Linked DNA regions of Oryctolagus cuniculus: all the other regions are linked to region 3. The links are chromatin contacts, called in public Micro-C maps. All regions are on one chromosome and are shown on one strand. The core of a region is the stretch at or near the end of the contact, and the rest is flanking DNA. Distances in the headings are between cores, read along the strand shown.

Region 1 (3,276 bases), core at 439-2,938, 210 kb after region 3:
CTATCATGCCAGCGCCCCGCATCATGGTCTGCCGGATCCTCAGGAAGCGACCCCGCTGGTTCTCCTTGAGGTCCAGGTAATACTTCCTATTGTCCCTCTCTATATAGTCCGTCTTGAGGACACTGTGCGGATGCTCCTCCGACCCCACGGACACGGGCGGGGAGGGTGCCGCGTGCTTCTGCCTCCTCCGGGAGCCCGGCTCCTTGCCGTGGCCGTGCTCGGGCCGGTGGCCCTTGAGGCCCAGGTGGGCGTAGTGCTCGATGAAGTCCCCCAGACAGTCCTTGAGCTCCGCGGCCACAGACAGGGACAGGGTCAGCTTACTCTTCCTGATATTGTCCTGCCGGCCTCTCCCTATCCACACTTCGGCTATCTTTAGGAAGCGGCCCCGCGAGCTCTGCTTCACGTCGAGGTAAAACCTCTTTTTCTGGATGTCCACTCGTTTGGAGGCCAGCTCCTGGATTTCGGCCGCGCCCCCGGCCTGATTGGGGGTGGCCGCCGCGGCGTAGTGGGGGTAGTGGGAGTGCTGGGCCTGGGGATAGAGTCTACTCTTGCTTAGGCCAGAGCCCCCTACATTCTTGCCTCCGCGGCCGCGGCCGCCGCCGCCGCTGCCGCCGCCTCCCCTCCGCCTGGCTCTTTCCATCTTCAGCTGCAGGCGACAAACAGACACACGGGATGGGGTGGGGGAGGGGGTTGAGAACAATCGCAGGCGCCCCTCGGCCTGCGCCGCCCCCGCCGCCGCCCGGGCCCCCTCGCACCGGCCCGGCTCCGGCGCTGGCCTCTGCCGGACGCGCGGCGGCCGCGGCTCCCGCCTGCACACCACGTCCCTCGGCCGTCCCTGTCCGCCCGCTCCCGCAGCCGCCGGACGACCGCCCGCCTCCTCAGGCTCGGCGGCCCCGGGGCTCCCCAAGCCAGCAGGCACTCACATCGTCGGTGCCATCACCGCCGCCGCCGCCGCCGATGCCCTTCACGACCACCGCCGCCGCCAGCTCTCGGCCCCTCTGCTGCAGCCGCCGCCGCAGCCGCCGCCCCCCGCCTCCTCCCGCGCCGCCGCCGCTCGCTCTGCCCCCCGCCGGAGCAGCCGGGCAGAGGCATCGCCCGCGGCGCCCACCGCCGCCGCCCCTCCTGCGGCCGCCGCTGCGGGGGCCGCCGCCTCGATCCCGGCACCGGCCCGACGCCCGCCGCGCGCGGAGAGAGGAGGCGGGGAGGGTGACGGCGCGGCGCGGCGCGGGGCGGGCGGCGGACCCCGCCTCTCCCCCCCGCATACGCTGCTGAGGGGAAGAGGGGGTCTCGGGCGCTCCTCCTGGGCGCGCCCCCCACCGCAGCCGAGCGCGTGGGGCTGGTGTGCGTGCGTGAGGGACTGAGTGGTGACTGGACAGAGGTGAAGATGCAAGAAGGGCCGGGTGCCAGGAGTGCTCTGACTTCTCCACGTTCCGCCGGGATGCCGGGCTCCGGGCGGCCCGCGGGCACCCGCGCAGAGACTACACTTCCCGAAGTGCTCAGCGGCAGCGATGGCCTGTGCGCATGCGTGCCGCGCCGCGCTGGCCTCCGCGGCAAGGGGCTGCGGCGACGAGCGAGGGGCGGCCGGACGGGGCGTGGCCCGGGCCGGGGGGCGTGGCCCCGGGGATCCAGGGAGGGCGGGCTGTTCTGCCAGAGCTGGTGCGTGGTGTGCGCGCCGGTGACGCCGTGCGGTGCTTTCTGCAGCGCGGGAATAAAGTGTGTAGGGTGGACGCCTGTCCTGGATGCCCGGGTTGCAGGCCTTGGTGTCGTGGCGCCCCACGAGCCCTCCCGCTGAAGGAGAAGTCCCGTTGACCTGGCTCTTCTCAGGGTAACGTGTCCTCCGTCTTCTGGGGCTGAGCTGTCCCTGTAGGCCTCAGCGCTGCTTTTGGGGGGACTCCTTAACAAACGGACGTTCTCCCTCAGAGCTCTCCCACCGGAGCGCCTGGGAGAATGGTGCCGGGCAGCCGGCTGGCCTGGGTGCTCCCCGCCCCTTGCGGCCCGGGGCGTTCTGTCCTGCAGAGGCGGCCTTTGCTGGTGCAGAAACTGAGCCGCCTCGGGTTGCACAGTGCGGTCGAGGGAAGGCGTTGGCCGATCGTGGTTTTACAAAGTTCTGTTGGATGTCTTGAGTTCCAGTCGTGCAGACTTCAGTAACTTTTTTATTTTCAGGTTTCATACGAGCTTTGTTGATTGGTTTGATATGGAGAAATACTGCTCCCTATGGAAGAGGGTGATAAAGTCCTTCGGAGGTTAATTTAGGAACCTTTGGCAGCATACTTCAACTACATGTAGTTTGGTATGTTAGTTTTTAGGGGCTTGGAGGTCAGGATGGGTGGGATAATTCAGATTTTGACATCATTTAAGTGCAATCTCCCTTTATGAACTCAACAAGTATTAATTGAGCCTTGCTCTAGCACTAGGGATACCAATAATGAACAACACAGTCCAAAAACTTTTTTGCTCTTGGAGCTCACATTTGGGTGGAAAGAGGCAAAAAAAAAATCAAATATGTCATTTGTCACAGGTGTAAATCCTATAGAGACTGCTATAGAAAAGAGAGTTGAAAGGTGCACGTGGGTAGGAAGCACAGTTTTACAATAGGCATTCAGGGGAGGACTTACTGAAAATGGAATTAAAAAAAAAAAACAAGTTAATTAATTAGTTTTGAGAGGCAGAGACAGAATACTCCTGCAAATGCCCACAATGGCTGGGCCTGGGCAAAGCCAGGAGCATGGGACAACATCCAGGTCTTCTGCGTGGGTGACAGGTGCCCAGTTACTTCAGTCATTACCTGCTGCCTCCCAGGGTGTGCGTTAGCAGGAGGCTGGAACTCGGAGCTGGGCATCACATTCAGAGCTGGCCATCAGATGCAGGGGATTCTGGGATGCATCTGATCTGGAAAGAATGAATGTGCAGAGGCATCATGGGAGCCGTGCTTGGGTTATTCAAAGAGCAGCCTAGGAGACCAGTAAGCTAGTAGGGGAAGTATAATAGGAGATTAAGTCAGACCGGAAAAACAGGGGGACAGATTATGTAGGGCATAGTGTATTATTTTGTACATTCTGGGGGAAATGGAAACTTTAGGGAAGTTTTAAATTTAATCTTTTTTCCCCCTTTAAAATTTTGGGAGCTTTAGTCTTTGAAATAACCCGACAATAGACAACTTAATAGATGGGAACAAAATCCTAACATTTATCAATGTGAAGAAACACAAGAGCCATACACAAAGAATGAGACTCAAAGCAAGGTTAGACGGTGGGTACTTAAATAGCCCTCAACAAA
Region 2 (3,248 bases), core at 509-3,008, 160 kb before region 3:
CCTGCGGTGCCAGCATCCCATAAGGGCGCCGAGTCCTAGTCCCGGTAGCCCCTCTTCCAGTCCAGCTCTGTGCTGTGGCCCGGGAGTGCAGTGGAGGATGGCCCAAGTGCTTGGGCCCTGCACCCCATGGGAGACCAGGAAGGAGGCACCTGGTTCCTGCCTTTGGATCAGCACATCGCCGGCCGTAGCAGCCATTTGGGGGGTGAACCAACGGAAGAAAGACCTTTCTCTCTGCCTCTCTCTGTCAAATAAAAAAAATTTAAAAGGAGGTTTATTTATTTGAAAGTCAGAATTAGAGAGACAGAAGAGGAAACAGCAACAGCTGTGACTGGGCTCAGCCTAAGCCAGGAGCTTCTTCCAGGTCTCCCACATGGGTGCTGGGGCCCAGGCACTTGGGCCATCTCCCACTGCTTTTCCAGGCCATTAGCAAGGAGCTGAATCGGAAGTGGAGCGACTGGAAACCGAACTGGCACCCATATGGTATACCGGCACTGCAGGCAGCCCCAGCTGAGCCACAGCACAGGCCCCAGGTGGTGAATTTCTGAAACAGGAAACCTTTCTAACGGTTTATCTCACTTTGTAATGACAGGTAGATAATCTAGGCTTTTAAAGAGGACTTTAACATATTTTAAATAAAGCCCAACAGTCTAGCAAAGCCTAAATGGTTAACAGTTCCAGATCCTCATAACTCTGGGAGACAACAGATGACCCAGTTGTTACTAGTTTAATATGTGAAATCCAAAACTAAGGCGGTAGGGTGAGATTGACACACGCCAATAAACCAGGATCCGAATACCCTGACTCCTACAAGTTGAGCGCTGGAATGCCCGCAGATGAAGATCTTTCACCACCCGACGCTCCGCCTAGCTTTACCTGCCTGTACCGACTTCGACATTTCTGAACTGACCTCTGTAGCCAACAGGACGCGACACTATGCCCGATTTACATTTACAAACACAGCAGCACGACACAGACCGCTGAGTGTTTCCGCAGATGGAAACCGGGAGACAGACCCACACCCCACGACTCGCCCTCTTCCAGCCTTTCGCGGCTTTCCCGGCCTCAGCCCCAGGGGTGCCCGGCTGACCGACGGCGCAGAGGTGCGCCCAAGGGGGACCCCGGCGTCCTGCCGGGGCAGACGCCTGCAGAGTTCTCCGGAAACTCCTGTAATTACAGACCACGAGCGCGGGCTCCCCGAGGCAGCTGGAAAGCCGGTCCGGGTGTGAGCAACTCAATCACAGCCTCGGCGGGCAGGACGCCGTGGCGCCCCGAGCCGCACACGTGCGGTTCGCTCGGCCCACGAGGGGCTCAACCCGCGCGCGACCCCACTGCCGATTTCCCCCTCTTTTCAACCCAAAAGTTTGTCCCGTGAGCCCCAGGCCTCAAAGACAGAGCGCCCACGGAGCTGTTAGCGTGTCCGAAGGGTCCCGAGACCCAGCCCCACGAAAAGTGAGGACCTGCGAGGAGAGCCGCGTCGCGGGGCGAAGAACAACAGGCCAGGGCTCGCGCCCCTCACCTGGCGGTCGCAGCCCTTACCAGAGAGAAGAGGGCAGCCCCACGCGACCCGCCGCCGACTCCCTGCGCCTCCGCCTCGGCCAGCCGTCCCCGCCGGCGCTGCCGTGGCTTCCCGCTCCTCGTCAGCGCCCTCGCCAGCCTGCGCGCACGCCCAGCGCCGACCCGCCAGCTCAGGGGTCTCGCCACTGGCGGCGGCGGCGGCGGCGGCTCCGCCCCGCCCGCCACTTCCTGATAAGGCAGCTAGGATCAGTCCCGGCAGCCACCGCGGCGCCTTCGCTGCCGAGAACGCGCATGCGTCATCGCGTACCCCGCGAGAGTAACCGCGGGAGCTGAACAAGCCGGCTCGGGCGTCGGGATCTCCATGACAACGGGAAGGTGGCTGGGGCGGGGCGGAGGCCGGGACTCAGGTGGGAGGCGGTGCTAAAGAAGATGGACGCAGCCTGTCTGTGCCGAAATTCGAAGTTAGGAAGTCCTCTTTCGGCAGGCAGGCTCTGGAGTCTAACCCGAGGGCGACGCGTTCTGGCGGCGTTTATTGTGTGACTGTCGCTCAGATGCCGCTCACCGGCACCTGAACCTGAGAGAACGTTGTAGCTGTTTCAAAGTGGCGAAAAAGGCCCCGTGGAACTAAGTGACTCGTTCGCAGCAGAGAGAGCAAAGGCGAGCCCACACGGGCTCCTTCCCGCACACCTGTGAGCTGTCTGTCACAGCAAAGGATCTCGGACTGCGACAGGAGGTGCTGGAAGCGAAACAAGAATAAAACGAAAACCATCGCCTGGCTCGCGCTCTGCCGCTCTCCGTTCCTGTTCTGAGAACCTACAGCAGCAGCGTGGCCAGCGCTTACCTATTGTGAAGCTGCCCTTTAATTACTGCTGGTTACTCCTCAAGTTACTTAACCTGTATCTCCATCTCTTCTGGGAAATGGGGATAATAATGGTACTACCGTGATGGGCTACTTGGACTGTGGCGACAATGAAGTAACGCATAAGTCAAACCAGAGCCTTTGCCTTGAGCAATCCGCTCCGAATTATCAGGATTTGGGGCTGGTGTTGTGGCACAGCTGGTTAAGCTGCCACCTTTCACACCTGGATCCCATATCAAAGTGGTGGTTCACATCCCAACTACTCTGATCCAGCATCCTGCCAATATGCCTTGAAACGCGGAAGATGACCCAAATACGTAGACCCCTGCCACCCACATGGGAGCCCGGGAAGGACTTCCTGCCTCCTGGCCTCAGCCTGGTGCAGACCTCAGTGTCGCAGCTGTTTGGGGAGTTAATCAGTGTTGGAAGATCTGCCTGTCACTCTCTGTTGTTCTGCCTTTCAAATACATTAATCTTTAAAAAAAAAAAAATCAGTATTTACCCAAGGAATTCATGGAAAAGTGGCTTTGAAAATATGTTTATTTTGGTGCAAATTATAAATGATAGATGTTGTCAACAGTGGTTATCACTCTGGCTTCTACTGCAAGTTGCCTGTGATGAGGTCATAACACTGAAAGCAATGACTGCATTTATTCAAAACACTTTTAAGTGATATCCTGTACCCTGAATCATTTCCTCAAGAGAAGTCCATAAATAGATTCATATGATCTATAATCTGTAATTAGGCCCGTTCTTGTGTCAGAGGTGCTTAAAAATGGTCATCACCCTATAAATGAACTCAGAAAGGGGTCCTGTTTCTCTGCTGCCAAGGTTGACCACATGACCAATTTGTTTCCCAACAGCCACATTAACT
Region 3 (3,313 bases), core at 510-3,009:
ACAATCAAAGATAGAACAGGTCAACGCGTAAGTAAACTATAGCTGTAAGATCCTAGGTAGTTCAACTTATTTAGGAGGTGAAGTAAAAATAATCTCTCGATAAATACACAGTTTCCTGGCATGATTTAAGATTTGAGTGCAATTATCAATGTACTGGTAAAATAGTCTCCTCTAGGAAATTAAAATTATTAGAAAGTCAAAAAGAAAAACTGATTCAACTACCACTTTAGTCATAACTTCAAGTCTGTATCTGACGTTCACAGGGAGGTTAACCAATTCAGCTAATTACTCAAACTTGATGCTGGAGCTTGAGAGTTTAGTAAAGCGTAAATTGTAAGACCCATGAAATCACAGGTTTTCACACACACACACACACACACACACAAATGTGGAATGAAGGTACAAGCAAGCAGTTTGCTTCAGGAAGAGAAATATACCATTTCTGTGGCACTTCTATCTGCAGAAATAAATTCAAATTCACTTTTATCTGCAGAAATAATAACATGTAGTTATTCAATATGTAAGCTCCCTGGGCACTTGTTAAAAACAGTGGCTACCCCTCCATCCTTTAGTTGCATAATTTAAAAAGTGCCCTACTGGGGCCTGTGCTGTGATGTAACGGGTGACATCTTTACTTGATGACTGAGGCTGGTTGAGTCCTGGCTGCTCCACTTCTGATCCAGCTCCTTGCTAATATGCACCAGCGTGGGAAACCTGGAGGCGGCTCCTGGCTCGGGCAGGGCCCCCACCATTTGGCGAGTGAACCAGCAGATGAGAGATCTCTCTCTTCCTCTCTGTAACTTTGCCTTTCAAATAAATAAATCTGTCTTTTTTTTAAAAGTGCCCTACTAATAAGGCTTAAAAAATTACTTCCTCAGTGCTTTTCTGAGGTATGCGGGCTTTCAAACACATTTAAGAAAATAACCTAAAATAACCTCCTTACTCCAGTACCTCGTGGACTTCCAAGGGGACTTTCCAACATACGAATACATGAAAACTAATTAGTCCACAGCGCAAATGATGAATGAAGAACAACTGGAGGCTCTCAAGTACACCACCTGCACAGGTGAGAATTCCACGGGTTCACAAAACAATGGCTTCCGAATTCAGAAAGCTAAGACCAGACACCTGACAACAATGCACTGCCTGCAGGGTTTACCCCCGTTTGGGGACTGGAAACAACTTTCTGAAAAGTGCCACCCTGCATGACAACTCACAGGACGGGACTTTAAGAAATTTTTTTTTTTTGGTGTAAAAAACCGATTTTTAAATCCACGAGCAGTCTTTAATCCTTATAGGCATTTTCCACGAACTGTCCCCGAGCTCCGGCCTCGCGGCGCGGGTGCCGCCAATCCACGCGCGCCGTGCGGGGCGCCATCTGCGCGCACCTCTATTTTAAAAAAGCCACCGTCTGCCATCACGCCCACCGCTCCGGCGCGCGGGAGCAAGTTGGCCGACCCCGACGACGCGGGGTCGGGTCCCTCTCGGGCCGTCACGCCCGTTCCCGGCGGACACCCGAGTCGGCAGCGCGGGGGCGCGGGCACTGCCCCGAGCCGACTGCGGCGTCGGGGGCCGGCGCGGAGCCGCGGCCAGGCCGGGCAGGGGAGCCGCCGCCGCCGCCCAGCGCCCCGCGTTCCTCCCCGGCCGGCCCTCACCTTCTCGCACAGCGTCCGCACTTGGTTCTCGTTGAGCTGCTTACACTCGTTCAGCTGCTCGACCCACTGGTCCAGCTCCTTGGTGAACGTCTTGTCGTCCATGGCGGCCCGCTCCCCTCCCCCACCCGCCCCCGCCCCCGCCCCCGCCCCGGGCGCCGCTCCCCTCACCCGCCGCCGCCGCCGCCGCCAAGCCCCGAGCGGGACAGGAAGGAGCTGGGGAGGGTGGCCGCGGGCCCCGCACCCGGCTCAAGTCCAGCGGGCGGCTCCCCGAGGGCACCCCGCGTCCGTCCCCGCCCAGGGAGTCTGTGGGGGAAGCGGAAGGGTCGGGGTCGGGGGGGGGGTGGGGGAGCGCGGCGAGGACGCTCTGGACGCAGCTCCCGCCGGGCGATGGCCGCCCGCGACCGCTGCCGCCGCCCGCCGCCCTCTCCCGGCTCCGTAGCCCCTACCCTCTCGCCCTTTCTCTCCCCTCCCTGAGGGTTTCCGTCATCGCCCGGGCATTTCCGCCGGGAAGAGGCGAGCGGGCGGCGCCGCCGGGGCACGGCCGGCGAGGAGCGGAGCAGCGCCCTCGCGTGGCTCGGCGGAGAAACGGCCCTGGGGACCCGGGGTCGGGGGCGCCTGTCCGGTCCTCTTGCTTTCTCTGGTCTTTTCCTCCCAGCCTGGTCTTGGCTCCCCTGATTTCTTCCCCAACATCTTGTCCTAGGGCAACTTCGTGTTCACCTTAAGCTCCCGCAGTGCGTTTCCGCCGCTCTGGACAAGGAATTTTATTCTCCCCAGCGTCAGGCACTCTTCCGAAGCAGGCATTCAATTATTTACAGAATAAATTTCTTCTAGCCGGGTGTCTCGAACGCTCGCTTGCAATATCGGGAAGATGAAATGATTGTTTTGTGCGATCGTCTGGGTCGTTTCCAGCTCCAGCAGTGTTTACCGAGGTGTAATGATTTGGTCAACACGCTCTTGGTGCCGGCTGCCGGCTGCTGGCCAGGCACCTTGTCCGGCACATGCTAACCACCCACACTTCTTCCCTTAGAGATTCGCAGTGCTGGGCGGAACCCCAGAGGGAGGCGGCATCCTGGGTGAGAGGGCAAGTGTTCCTGACCTGGCAGTCGCCACACCTCCTCAAGCATCAGCTTCCCTTCTCAGGCTCTGAGAGTCAGAGGTTGAAAGTGCCTGTCCCGTGGTACACCATGGGAGCCATGTGTCTGTTGTTTTTACTGTCCTGGGGAACACTTTCAAAGAGCTTTAGAATGGGAGCATTTTGAACTGAATTATTAAAAAGCATTTATTTATTTTGAAAAAGTTGGAAAGGTAGAGAGAGATCTTCCACCCACTGGTTCACTCCTAGCTGGCCACAATAGCTGGCACTAGGCCAGGCTGAAGCCAGGAGCCAGGCACTACATCTGGGTCTCCCACATGGGTGGAAGGGGCCCAAGCGCTTGGGCCATCTGCTGCTGCTTTCCCCAGGTTCATGAGCAGGAAGCTGGATTGGAAGTGGAGCAGCCGGGACACCAACTGGCTCCCTGATGGAATGCTAGCATTGTAGGCAACAGCTTTAACCCGCTACACCACAATGCCTGCTCTGAATGTTAAGAGAGAACCCATCTGTTGGTTTTCTCCCCAAATGCCCTCAAACGGCCAGAGCTGGGCCACATAACAAGCCA

What was found. Hi-C and Micro-C count contacts between places; a contact is called where the count stands out from the background.
Region 1: a contact with region 3 is called in a Micro-C map of ear pinna, with 2.3 times the contacts expected there. The contact joins the promoter of WRN here to the promoter of PPP2CB in region 3. A contact is called at or near these places in 2 of 6 Hi-C or Micro-C datasets (ear pinna and an unstated tissue).
Region 2: a Micro-C map of ear pinna shows a contact between it and region 3, with 5 times the contacts expected there. The contact joins the promoter of GTF2E2 here to the promoter of PPP2CB in region 3. A contact is called at or near these places in 2 of 6 Hi-C or Micro-C datasets (ear pinna and an unstated tissue).

The regions. Positions count from the first base shown.
Region 1 is chr2:81,063,755-81,067,030 of mOryCun1.1, forward strand. It overlaps WRN (WRN RecQ like helicase), which reads left to right and starts at 1,689. Exons shown (of 35, transcript XM_070068523.1): 1 at 1,689-1,825. PURG (purine rich element binding protein G) reads right to left here and starts at 1,408. Exons shown (of 5, transcript XM_070068527.1): 1 at 924-1,408; 2 at 1-646. The coding sequence starts at 1,262.
Region 2 is chr2:80,688,452-80,691,699 of mOryCun1.1, forward strand. GTF2E2 (general transcription factor IIE subunit 2) reads right to left here and starts at 1,759. Exons shown (of 8, transcript XM_070068516.1): 1 at 1,537-1,759.
Region 3 is chr2:80,853,050-80,856,362 of mOryCun1.1, forward strand. It overlaps PPP2CB (protein phosphatase 2 catalytic subunit beta), which reads right to left and starts at 1,760. Exons shown (of 7, transcript NM_001101707.1): 1 at 1,656-1,760. The coding sequence starts at 1,757.